Linked DNA regions of Danio rerio: region 1 is linked to region 2. Evidence: chromatin contacts called from public Hi-C data. All regions are on one chromosome and are shown on one strand. The core of a region is the stretch at or near the end of the contact, and the rest is flanking DNA. Distances in the headings are between cores, read along the strand shown. Region 1 holds the start of jarid2b (jumonji and AT-rich interaction domain containing 2b). Region 2 holds the start of LOC141379108 (protein FAM13A-like).

Region 1 (2,700 bases), core at 7-2,506, 270 kb after region 2:
TGACAAAATGGCATACAAAAGGAGTAGTTTTTAAAACACCCATGTGTGCATGGAAAGGGTTTACAGCGGAGATGCCCAAACATGGGCCTGCGGACCATAGTTGGCCCATGGTAACTTTGATTTGGCCCACGGTCCCATCTGAGAAGAAAGGAAGAATGACAGGTATTTAATTATATAGATTTAGCAGATAATGCCATTTCTGATTTAACTTAACAATTTGTTGGTTTTATTGTTAAGCTTTAAAATCTAAATAAATAATACAATTGAAATTAAATATTGTAAATTAATCAGATTTTTTAAATGTAAATACTGTCACCTTGCAGGTAGAGGACAATGCACAAGACCTCATCAACTTGACTAGCATTTACAGCATTGAACTCCATTGTGATATAAAATTGTTTTTATTTTAATAAATTCATTATAAGATGTACAACTATACAATTCATTAGGTAATATTGTTAGTTATTTTTGCTTTTTTATTTTTGAATACTAATAAATAAATGTAATTAAAAAAATTGAAATAAACACTTAAAAATAAATACTGCTTTATTTACCTTCGTGCCACAACCCTCAACCAAGAATGTTTTTAGTCCTTAAAAAAAATGTTTGCCCACCTCTGGTCTACAGGACCCCATGTGTGCAAAGCTTAACATAGTTGTAGTCTGTATGTAAAACTTTTCAAAGTCATGAAGCAATATTTTTCATGTAAATGTACCCTAAATATCTTGTTTTTGAGTTGCAACATAGTATGATGCTACAGTATATCATAATAGTTGTAATGCCAACTAAACCAATCTGCAAGTGTTTGGGAGGAAAGTTGAATGATACAGTTTTTTTAAGTGTCCTTTATTCACTCTTATTTGTTCCAAACCTTTATGAGTTTCTTTCTTCCATTGAATGAAATTATATTTAGAAGAAATCAGGAATTCTGTAACCACTGACTTCCAATATATTCGTTCCTGCAATGAAAGTCAATGGTTACAGATTTTCAGATTTCTTTAAAATAGGGATGTCCCAATCAGGTTTTTTTTTTTTTTTTTTTTGCTCTCGAGTTCGTCATTTGAATGACTTCCATAATACATAAAAATCCTTTGTGACTGAATCGCCCATTCATTTATTCGCCAACTCTGAAGTTGTGTTCGTTTCTGTGCTCGTGGTTATTTTGCGACGCTCCCTAAGCTCTTTAAAGTTACCGCTGAGCGTGCTGTGGGGTGTGATAGGCTGCTTAAAGAAAGAAGCGTCGCCTTGTGTTCACAAGAGCCCGTGGTGCTGCTGGAGTTCACTCACTGTCTGCTAGCTCCAGCCAAAACGAACCCTTTTCCTTTTTTTTAAATTGTATTTATTTCATCCTACCATTGGATATGCCTTTTAAAAACAAGATGTAACTGGCCACCGAACAATTACATCCTCACTTGAATGAACCTACATGTTTTAAAGAGCCGGGATGAACATCACTGATGGAAGTTTATTGTGGCGAATGCTTTTAACTATGGTGTGCCGATGTGATTGTTTATTTTGCCCTCTATCCTTGGCGATGGGTCCCTAATTTTTGGGATTATTAATTCCGCGATTCTACAAGGAATCCTCGGCGATCGAAGAGGGAATTCTGCACAGCCAGGCAAACTACAGGGGATTTAAATCGGAGACGAGAAGAGAAGCAGGAAGAAAATTCATGTGGCGATTCTCTGCTTAACAATAAATCATTTTGGATTGCAGAATGAGCAAGGAAAGACCTAAGAGGAATATCATTCAGAAGAAATACGTAAGTGTTGATCTTTCGTATGCGGCTGATCTTAAGTTTGTTCGATGGTCTTTGTGTCGATGTGAAATGCGTAAACTTTGATCACGGATGGCTCTTGTTGTGCCAAGTCTGGCTTTGAAAACGAAATAAATGCATCACACTATGTTCACACCACTTCAATAGATTTAAAGGGCTTCCTCTGAAGTTCCAGGGACGCCTATTTTCTTTTGCTTTTACTCTGAAATCATCATTGGCGATGATTGTTTTGCACGACAGATGTAAGCTTGCAAAACTCGTTTGTAAACCTGGACGTGTTTTGTTTTGTTGTTGTTGGCAAACTCCAGTGTCAAATTAATGTTATTGTGATCAGAATGGCTTTGTTTGCTCTTCTATGCCTCAAGTCTCCAAGCGGCGAGGACAACCACATCGCCCTCTTTTATTCTGGGATCTGTTTTCACGAGCAGGATTCTGCAAAAAGACACAAGTCATAAAAACAACTGTCCCAACTCCCCTGGCATCACCCATTTGTTTATTTCGGATGTAACGTTCTTTAAGTGTAAGCAATGGGTTCTTTAATGTTCTCAAAGTAACTGTGCAAAGAAAGTATTTCCTCTGCCCTTGACGACAGAGGAGGCTTTAAATTGGTGGCAGATGTAAAGTTCATTTATTAAGATTCAGAAGAGAGGATTGTCCTCAGTCTTAACATATTAAAATGAATACACGACCTTAGTCATTAATATGGGGGATTGCTTTCCCTGAAAGACGTTTTTTTGTCTCCTTTAACTCGATGAGTCTCTGCACGTTTTAAGCTATATAAGCCATTAAATGCTTACCGATCGTAATATTACACACCAGATTTTATTAAGCACATGGGATGTCGTTTATAGAATATATCCAGTCGCATTGCAGAGGCTCGCGTGTAAAGCAAACGACCATTTTAACATTTCCTCTACGATAGG
Region 2 (2,700 bases), core at 111-2,610:
TGCACAACAAGAATTGTGATTTAACTTTTCAACTATGAAAACAAGTTTTACAAAGATATTTTGCCACTGATTATTCAAAACTTAAGGTTGTGAACTAGCAGTGTTATGCTGCGTTGAAACATCACTGTCACTGTAAACAACAGGCTAATAAAAATATAACAAACCAGCAATCTTCTTGCTGTGAGGTGGTCAAACTACCCATTGTGCCACCGTGACACCCATTTTTTTATCATTATTATTATTAATATTATTATTATTATTATAATTAAATAAAAATTAACAGGAGGAGGTGTTTAAAACCTTCGTTCTCCATGACACTAGGCTGAATATCTTTGCAGATGAACAGTGCAATAGCATTCGTTATTGGCGTAGAGCGAGCAGAACTGTTGCGCACGGAAAAAAAAAACTTGCAATGCTTTTCTCACCACTTTTGGAGCTGGTGGAAGCAGTGCGAAAGCCGGGGATGCAGGAACACTGGAAGATGCTTTCACAACAACACCGTGGTGCCGCTTCAAGTGAGATATCAGATTAGTCGTACTGCCCGCGTATTTTACAGATGCGCGGCACATTTTGCAAATTGCATCTGTCCTGTCATGTCGTCCATCCTTAAATCCATAATGTTGCTTGCCATACTTTAGATTTAAAACTCAGTGGGGAATAAAATGTTTGTTTTGCTTCTCGCGCTTTCTGAGGGCGCACCACTAGCTTCATCCGCACACCTGATACACTGAGTTGTAGTGTGAGTGTACACATCCGCAAATCCGTTGCTAAGGCTTACTTTATGTAGGTCAATTAAATTATGCGCCAAAAACAGGTTGACAACTCTTGTTAATAAATAAAAAATACATTCTATATTAAAAATATGCATCTTGCATCTTGATTTGCTTCCAAAATTTCATTCATCCTCTGCTGCTCAACCGATGCACTCGCATCGTGCACGCGCATGACCGCGTATCGATACATATCGGTTAATCTTCCCATCCCTAATATATATAAATAAATATATATATATATATATATATATATATATATATATATATATATATATATATATATATATATATATATATATATATATATATATATACAACTAGGGAAAAACGAAAATATTTAGTTTATAATTTATTATTTCTGTTTAGTTTCTTTTATATTTTGATCATTTTCCTGTTTGAATTGTATGTAATGTTGTTCTTGTTTGTGAATAAATTTGTTATATAAAATCTGTTCTTGTTGTTTGGAATTTTGCCCATTTTCAGTTCTGAAACTTAAGTGTATTGAATCGTTTTGTTGCCTATTAAAACTTGTTGTTTGGCTTTCCTCATAAAATGTAACAATTATGATGCAGTTGTAGTTTTTTAATCTAGTGACGTGAATTAGAATCTATTATATAGAACGATAGGAGTTACGGCAGGTTTAAATGCACATTATTGAAATTCTTTGTTGGGTGTTCAGGCGTTTGTAGTAGTGAGTGGTTTGTGCAGTTGGCGATTTTTCGATTGATTACGGTTATTTTTTATCGGTTATCGACACTTTTTTCGGACTTGGACTACGGCTTTGGATTTGTGTTTTATCTGATTTTGACGATTGGCTCTGACTCGGTTTTGGATTCCCGTTAACGACCCTTTTCCGGATTTGACTCACGGCTTTGGACACCCCTCGGATTGGTTATCATGAATATAAAAGCCCATTTTAAAATGGGAGTTTTATCAGTGTGTGTGAGTATGCGATGTTTACACATTAAACATTAATAATGATACACAAATGCTTACTGTTAACTTGATAACATTTAATTAAGACTCCATAAACTCATCACTACTTGTTGTCATTATTGTTTTATTATTCCTGTAAGTTGGTCTTGGAGAAATATAATAAATGTAATATTTCCTAATCCACTCAGTTATCCTATAAACTTTATACTCACTTTATCATGCACTGCTCTGTACAAATGTTATTTTCTTCCTAAACCTCTTTCTTGTGCAGGACCAAGCACAAAGCAAGGTGGTTGGTGTGCCCTTGTCCAATCTGAGGAAGAACGGTCAGATGAGGCAGGGGCTTCCTCTAGCACTTACACACTTAGTGGGCTTCCTGGAGAAGCATGGTGAATGCTGTGTTTCACAGTGTTTCCATGTGTTTGTCACTTATGCTGAGACTGTAAAATACATGTTTGTGTTTAGGCCTCAATACAAGCGGCCTGTTTAGGGTTGGTGGGACACAACTGCGCCACCATGAACTGAGGAAATGTTTTGATAAAGGAGGATTTCCAAAGTTGAACACGGAGGATGTTCATTCCTCAGCCTCTGCACTGAAACTTTTCCTCAGTGTTCTTCCCGGTGGCCTTATTCCTGAGCCACACATGATTGAACTGCTGGAGGTGTTCATGAGTAAGTTGAGATGCTGATGAGTGAACATTTAGTCTACTTGCTCCACATCCAAATAGATCTATCAAAATCCTGAGATCTTTATCTTGTAGTTTTCAAACTGAGAAAACTTCACCAGGCAGTGAGAAAAATCATGGACACCCTTCCAGAGGAACACTTTAACATCCTGTCCTATTTAGCTTACTTCCTGTCACGAGTGGCTGGTGAGAGTTGTCAACCGCATGACCACCACAAACCTGTCCATAGTGTTTGGACCAATCATTTTTCAGTAAGTGTACATCTGTATTCAACTGATGTTGTGTGTACTTCCGAGAGATAACTT

The links. Hi-C and Micro-C count contacts between places; a contact is called where the count stands out from the background.
Region 1: a contact with region 2 is called in a Hi-C map of an unstated tissue, with 3 times the contacts expected there. The contact joins the promoter of jarid2b here to the promoter of LOC141379108 in region 2. A contact is called at or near these places in 1 of 18 Hi-C or Micro-C datasets (an unstated tissue) and 1 of 4 datasets of contacts at active chromatin or transcription factors (embryo).

The regions. Positions count from the first base shown.
Region 1 is chr19:28,384,444-28,387,143 of GRCz12tu, forward strand. It overlaps jarid2b (jumonji and AT-rich interaction domain containing 2b), which reads left to right and starts at 1,257. Exons shown (of 18, transcript NM_001202459.1): 1 at 1,257-1,762. The coding sequence starts at 1,718.
Region 2 is chr19:28,109,424-28,112,123 of GRCz12tu, forward strand. It overlaps LOC141379108 (protein FAM13A-like), which reads left to right and starts at 1,361. Exons shown (of 7, transcript XM_073931771.1): 1 at 1,361-1,715; 2 at 1,981-2,098; 3 at 2,175-2,381. The coding sequence starts at 1,671.